2 separate regions of the Sus scrofa genome follow, and region 2 is linked to region 1. Evidence: chromatin contacts called from public Hi-C data. All regions are on one chromosome and are shown on one strand. The core of a region is the stretch at or near the end of the contact, and the rest is flanking DNA. Distances in the headings are between cores, read along the strand shown. Region 1 has its middle 640 kb from the start of QKI. Region 2 has its middle 240 kb from the start of QKI.

Region 1 (3,778 bases), core at 463-2,962:
AGAGGGCTGGCATAGGCAAGCCAAGGAGAGAGGCTTCAGAAGGAACCAACCTGCAGGCACCATGATCCCCCGCTGCCAAGGCTGTGAAAGTAAATTCCCCTCGTTTAAGCCACCCCCTCACCCTGCCTCCATCTGCAGGACTTTGCTGTGGCAGCCCTCACAAACTAAATGCAGAACCACTGTCATCTCCCCCTACAAATGTCCAGCCTGAGATTATGATCAAACAGCTAGTGAGCTGCTGAGGCGGGATCTGAACCTTGGACAGAGAGGTCAGAACCCAGACTCCTTCCTGTTACTCACTGCTGCTCATTCTTTCCTCCAACAAAAATGCGTGGAGGGCCAGGGAACAGCAGACACCCAGACACACACAGACAGTCGCTGGCACCCTGGACCTCACGTCCCTCTGGGAGAAGAACACACCATAGCTCTGGTTGCGGGTGGAAGCCACAGCCAAGAGGGTGCCAACAAGCAGCAGAGGTCTTGCTGGGCAGAGGGTGCGGCAGAGCAGCCTCGCAGGGGTGAGGCACGTCCTGAACCTGTGAGAGGGTCACAAGTTGTTCTCTGCTTTGGACCACAGTGCGTGAAGACGGGGGAGGCAGGAACTGGAGTTGTTTCGACGTCCTCAACGGATCACATCAGGGTGGTGGTAAGGGGGACACTTTCATGGAGTTGAACTCTCCTGATGTAGAACTACTTTAGGGTATTTTCAGATTTTTAACACACTTGGCTGTGTCACAGTGTAATTCCCATACATGTGAGTATGCAATCTCAGTGTAATAAATAGAGCAAGGATGCAATGTCCAGGCACATCCTCAGATATAATCTATACCTGAAGAAACGCCATGACTGTGGTCCCACGTACATAAATTTATTTGGCAGTCTGTACAAAGATTGCTGGCTGTATTTGTTTTCATCTGCACCATCTTTGTCCTGGGTAACTGAAATAACTTCTTAACTGGTCTTTCTTCCGACCCGAAAAACAGAGGGAACGTTTTGGAGCAAATTATGGTCAAACAGCCAGTAAGCGATCAGGACATGTCTTTTCTGGAAGTCCTGGGACAGAGACTAAAATCCACACATATGTGACCTTGAATCTTAGAATATTCAACAGCCAGCTGTTGGGGCCACCTCTCCACTAATGACCTTCCAAGATTCAGGGTCACATAAATGTAGGTTTTAGACCTACATCTTCCTCCTGCCCTTTGGCCTCACTTTGTACAACTTTCCCCTGCCTGCCTCTTCTTCTTTGAAATGCCAGTCTGCTGATGCCATCAGGACCATTGCCAGAATGTTCTATCTCAGCTTTCACCATAATCCAATCCAAACGTCACCTCCTCAGTGAAGCCTTCCCTGATTACGCCACCCAAAGCAGTTCCCTGCCCAGGGCCAGCGTCCTGTGTGTGGGACCAGCGCGGGTACGGGAGCCCCAGGCTCGGAAGGGGCCTGTGCTCAGCTTAGGGTTCGATGCGGCCGTCTTGAAATCCATGAGAGCTTTTGAACAAGGGCCTACATTGTTCTTTTTTGACAGCAGGTCCTGAAAACTCTGTTGCCAGTTCCTCCTGTGCTCCAGGTTGCATCATCCCATTCAGTTTTCTCTGTTGGCACTTCCATTATTCAAAGTGATCCCTTTGTTAATCTGTTTACTGACCTTTCCCTTCTCCAAGACGTGAGCTCCAGCAGAGCAGTAACTTTGCCAGCCTGGCTCAGTCCCGTGCCTCCAGCCCCTGGCACAGGGCCAGACAGAGGTTGAGTCTCAGTAAGCACAGAGTGAATTAATGACTCAGGCAGAGCACTAAAAATACAGCCGGGAGTCCGAAAAACATGGAAAGAAGTCAATGCTAGCTGGGCTTTGTGCCACGGCTTCAGACTCATTTCCCCACTGATGTGCGATCCTGACTAATGACTTGTGCGCATGACCCCTGAGAGTCAACCCCTCACCACAGGTGAAGATCCAGAATAAGACGTAAACACCGAGGGCTAGCCTGCCCCACCAGGGGTCTCATCCAAGCACTGCTTCCAGCCACCCCCGCTCCCGGCGTCGTGGAATCCCAGTGGTGTCCAGAGGGGTCCTTCCTCCTGCCTTTGTGGGCCTCCAGGAAGTGACCTCAGCCCTGCTCCAGCCCTGGACCAGGCTGGCCTGGCCGCGGCAGCCTTCCTAGGTGGAATGTTGGGACAAAGGGAAGTTCTACCGGGCCTCCTGAGAACGTCCCTCCTAGATGTTCAGAAGGGCTCCTGCAAGGTACTCTCCGCCTCTGCACACTGTCTGCCCTAAAACGGGCCTCAGAACCATTAAATCCTAGCTCCCCACCAGCCCAGGGGTAAAAGCATCAGTGGAAGAGAGGCCAGTGGAGGAAAGGCAGGGCCAGGAGCTGCCTGCTGTTGGAGACACTGAGCAAACTTGAAACCTGCCAAGTGCAGAGGACTAGTTTCCCGCTTAAGCTGGTTTGTTCCAGTTCTCTGTTATTTGGAGGCTGCAGCGTCTGAACTGCTTTGTAATTATCGCTTTTCTACAGAAAGAGAACATCAGTGAAATAGGTCTTCATTTGCATTTGCCATATACCCTCTCCTATGTTCAAGAATATGCAGTATTTGGAGTTCCCGCTGTGGTTCAGCGGTACATGCCCGACGAGTATCCATGAGGATGCAGGTTCCATCTCTGGCCTCACTCAGTGGGTTAAGGACCCGGCATTGTGGTGTGCTGTGGAGTAGCTTACAGACGCAGCTTGGATCTGGTGTTGCTGTGGCTGTGGTATAGGCCAGCAGCTACAGCTCCTATCCTACCCCTCACCTGGGAACTTCCATATGCCATGGGTGTGGCCAAAAAAAAGTATTCAGTAATGAAATTTACTTTTCCAAAAATTTCACTATATTCATGTTTGAAAACAGAGACTTTAGCCTTTTATTGTACGTCTGCACATAATGACCATCAAGACGGATCTTACATCAGAGGGTCTCTGTCAAGAAGCCAGGACTGACTGGTTGTGCTTAGACAATGAACTCTTGTGTCTGGGATCACAGCCCAGCCCCACCCCCTCCTCACCTGGGACGAAGTCAAAGGTCATGAGTTCTCTGCACCTCCCTGGCTCCTGGGCTATGATAGGAACAATTGCACTAACCCTGACCTTGGAAGCTGATTATGAGGATTCAGTAAACTGGGGCCATGCTGGTGTGAGGTTCACTGGTTCAGAGACACTCCTTGTCGCCGATGCATCCACCAAGAAAGAAGAAGGTACATAGTCAGTCTCTACCCACGAGATCGTAATCACCTTTGGGAGATGATCATTGTTTGCAGAAAGACACAAGGCGCAGATTAGCATGAACTGCAAGCGCAGTGGATGTGAGAAGAGGAAGCACCTGCCAGGGCAGAGGCAGCAAGAGCTTCTGGTGAAGATGGGCAGAGGTGGGCGGGGAGAGGACGACCTGGACCTGCGAGGGGACCCTGATGCCGCCCACGGAAGCCAAACAGGAGGCACAGAGGAGGGAAAACTCAGGGCCTCCATGGTCGTTGGCGGGAGTGGTGTGGAGGGCCTTACACCAAAGGGTTTAGCAAAGCGGAGTAAGAAGGCACCTAAGAGAGGCAGGAATGGGAACTTCACAAAAGAGTCAGCCTTGGAACGGTCTCCAGAAGGCAACAAGGAAACAAAGCAAAAAGCTTTAAAGAACATTTCGTTTAATTTTGAGACAGATAAAAAGAAAAAAATAATAAGGATGAGAGGATAGAATCCCGAAGGCAAAAAGACCATTAAAGAGATATTTCAAATGTTCTGGTTTGAGAGAG
Region 2 (3,778 bases), core at 736-3,235, 400 kb after region 1:
TCAGGATACAGTGGGGTTAGCACGGACCTCCCTGATGGCTCAGCAAAGGGAGCAAGCTGAAGTGCGTAAGGGATGATGGAACGAAAGCGTCTTGGTGAGAAAGATCTTCGAGGCTTCAGAGTCTTTCCGTGACTCCCTCAGAACACCCAGTGTTGATGTGAGTCCAGCTATGGTGAGCTGTCACTCTGTCCCCACGGTGGCACTGTGACACCATTGTCCTTCCCTTCCACCATGTCCCGCTCGCAAAGTTTCTCCTTTCTCTCCAAAGTAAAGCCAGAGCTGGCCGCTTCTCTCTGACAGATGACCCCACCTCACATTCCCAGGGCTCAGCGGGATTTGATGATAAGGTGCTACAGCCTTTTCTGATTCGTCCTCAGCAGCCATCCAGACCAGCTTCTCACCCCAGAAGAATGGACCAGGAGGGGTAGGTGGCCACATAGTCCTGGATCCTACCACCCCAACCCCAACAAGGCTCCCAGTCTTTGTTGTTGCAGTTTTCCCGCCAGCAACACCTCTCTTGTTTTCTCCACCCAAATCTTACCATCGCCCATGGCTCCACTCACACCTACCCCTCCTCCTTGTTGAACCCGAGCAGGTGGGACTGCTCATTCCCCTGAATTTCTACAAGCGCTACTGTCTATGAAAAGGGAATGACCAGCTTACCCTATAAACCGGGGTGCCGACTGTACTCTAGACGCTTCTCCAAGTGCTCTGGGCGAAGAAGGAATGTAATGCTCCTTGTCGGTACCATTCATCACCTCCATCCACAGTAAAGGAAACTGAGCCACAGAGAGGACAGTTAACCTGCCTGGGTTGCTGCTAATTAGTCACCAAGTGGGGACAAACCCCATCACGTGGGCCCTAGAGCTTGCCTTCTGCACCCCAACCCAGAACATCGGCTGAGGCCTTGCTCTCGCCTATCATTTTCACCAGACACACAGTCTGGCAAAGCCTTGCCTCAGTTTTTGGTTTTGTGGTTTAATGTGCCCATGTCATCGCTCCAACCAGACTCCAGTTCCGTGGGGCCAGGATGCAGGCTTTAGAATGAAACCACGTTTTCCCGCCTTGGGGCGTTTGAAGGACCTTAGTTAAGCCGTCTCTCTGTTTTGTTTTAAATCCACAGCATAACCAATGTTTCTGTTTAAGGGTTCCTGAAATATGTCACTCCTAAGGCTGGGAGTCAACAGTGAAATGGCTCAGGGATCCAGCTCAGGGCCATGGAACCTGCATGTCTGCTGTGAGCTGGTGGTGCCTCCTGCCACGGACGTGGATTTGGACCCTGATTTGAACCCTTGGCACATATACACATGCCTTCCTGACAAACGGCTTTCCACCAGAGCAGAGGATTGAGCTTCTGGAGTTGCAAGACCTTCCTGTCTTGAAAGAAAAGTCAATCTGCCCAAGAATAAAGACCGGGTCAGATCCAGTCTAAAGCCTGTTGGCCAGGGTCGAAGCTGATGGTGCACAAATGAAAGTGCTGTGTCTCCACAGCTCCAGAGGCTGAGGCTCGGAGGACCTGATCTGTGCCGAGGAAACCTGATCCTTGAGCAGAACTGAGCAGTGCCAGAACCCACGGTGGCCCACAGAGCGATGGCTGGAACTCTCAGCCCTTTGGGGCGGGGGGCGGGGTGGGGAGCAGGGAGGGAGCCTGTCTCGCCATTGATGCTACAGACCCCTGCCCTGCAGCCGCCTCCATTTACCACATTTACTTGATGCTGTCAGGACAGCAGCAAGAAACACTGGTCCTGAAGCCAAGATCATCCCACCTCAGGCCTGGCTCCCACCTTGCCCTCTGCTTGACATTGGCTTCACGATTGAATTTACCTTTTCCTCTTCACCTTCCTCTCTCTTGTTTTCCTGGATCCCTATTGGATTGAGCAGCTGAATTTTCATTACTCAAGTCAGAGGTCTGAGGAAAGTATACGAGCTTTGAATTCCTGCCAGCAGGGCCATATCTGTTCTAGTTTGTTCGCCATAAAATCATGAATCAGCCTGACTCATGCTGTCGTGCTCCAGTTACAACGGGCATTAGCGATGGGAGGAGATTTGGAGATATGGAGAGGAGCTTATTTTTCTGCTAAGCTTCACTCACCCTCAAGGACAAAAACAGATCTGCGCCCAGCTTCTTCTTGGCCTGAGCCCATGAGAAACAAACTGACACAGGGCGAAAAAAGAGGCTTCAGAGGCTTCAGAGCCAGCTGCCTCTTGGGGGAGTTTCGAGCACCCTCACTGGAGCCCAGAGAGGACGCGTCAGTGGTACCAGGGAGCATTTAAACCCTCCTGTGTCTCCAGCAACTCTTCCCAAACCCCTCCAGGCAGCACAGCACCTAAGTACAAACACTGTATGACTATGAGACAGTTTCAAAATAAGTTTCCTCGATTCTTCCTGCTCTCAGTACCACCCCCCCCACCGACACCCCCCCACCACCACCCTGGAATAGAACTTCTGGAGCTGCAACAGGACGATGCCTTTTTCACTTCAGGCTCCCACTAACCCGTGTTCCCAGCACCTCCCGGTAGCCAGAGCATGATCCACTGAGACATGTTGTCACTCGCTGCCCCTTTCAGCAAAGCTTTACAAAACAGAGACAAGGAACCAGGGATGGGCAAGAACTCAGCTGCAGCCCGCAATCTGGATTCAGTAAGGGTCAGGTCCCTTGCAGCTTTGAAGAGTTGAAAATGCCAAAGGCTTCTGCGACCCGAGATGAAGCTGCGGTAGCAGGTGGCCCTATAGAGAGAGAGCCTCGACGGAACAGAAGACTGCGACCCCAATCCTGATTCAATTACCTCTCCTTAAGGGCTCCCAGGCAGAGCAGGGGAGCCAGCCCAGCAGGCAGAGTCACAGAAAGGGTGCTGCCTTCCAACCAAGCCCTTTTCTTTTCAGACGTTCTCAAGGAGGAAGGAGGAGGGAGGGGGTAAGCAAAGATATCAAGCTGACAACTGTCCAAACGCAATCCCTGGCTATTGGCTCGTGCATGCTGGACAGAGGAAGTGGACTGGAAGATTTGTAAGTCTCTGAGTGAATCCCATTGCCACAGAAACCCAACTGTGACCATTCAGCCAGTTCAAAATCCTCTTTTAAATTTTTTATTAAAGTGTAGTTGATTTACAATGGTCCTTCAGTTTCTGCTGTACAGCAAAGTGACCCAGCCATATATATATATATATATATATATATATATATATATATATATACACATATATATACACATATATATACACATATATATACACATTCTGTTTTTCATTCTCTCTTCCAGCATGTTCTAACCCAAGAGACTGTACACGGTTCCCTGTGCTGTACAGGAGGATTCTCCAAACCTGTGGGAAGTGGACCACAAAGCCACTGGTCTTTCAAAAGGACACTGTCTGCAGTATCCACTTTACATGTGGCCTTGGAGGATAAAGGGCAAAATTGAACCACCCAGAGAGCCCAGTGGGCGAAGGAGCCGGTTCCTTCCAGAGAGCAGAACCAGCTGTGGCCAAGGGCCAGCCCACACTTTGTCTCCAGCAGAATTGAGCATCGCAATGGATCAGTAATTCTTGTGGGTTTCCTCAGTCTTCCTTTGTCCAGTGGGAGTTGTCCCTAAGGTTATTCTGCCTATACATCCTGCTTATAGAGGGCTTTGAGCAGAAGGGCTGGATGCCATAAGTGGGTTGGAGTTGCAGGTTCTCTTTCTTAAGAAGGTGCGAATGTGTTCTGTATGGAGACAAAAAGAAAGTACATGGATATTTGAGTTACCAAAAGGGAGGATTATGACAGAGACTCTTAGCTCCA

Evidence for each region. Hi-C and Micro-C count contacts between places; a contact is called where the count stands out from the background.
Region 2: a Hi-C map of embryonic fibroblasts shows a contact between it and region 1, with 2.0 times the contacts expected there. The contact joins two enhancer-like sites. A contact is called at or near these places in 5 of 47 Hi-C or Micro-C datasets (embryonic fibroblasts, heart right ventricle and liver) and 1 of 2 datasets of contacts at active chromatin or transcription factors (skeletal muscle).

What each region holds. Positions count from the first base shown.
Region 1 is chr1:4,242,944-4,246,721 of Sscrofa11.1, forward strand. No RefSeq gene overlaps it. Among named protein-coding and RNA genes, the nearest start is that of QKI, 640 kb to the right of the region's middle. Within about 2 kb of position 1,713, at least 24 of the 83 cell types and tissues checked have an H3K27ac peak or open chromatin away from gene starts, as enhancers often do. A contact at or near this core is called in embryonic fibroblasts, where this site is marked.
Region 2 is chr1:4,640,041-4,643,818 of Sscrofa11.1, forward strand. No RefSeq gene overlaps it. Among named protein-coding and RNA genes, the nearest start is that of QKI, 240 kb to the right of the region's middle. Within about 2 kb of position 1,986, at least 7 of the 83 cell types and tissues checked have an H3K27ac peak or open chromatin away from gene starts, as enhancers often do. A contact at or near this core is called in embryonic fibroblasts, where this site is marked.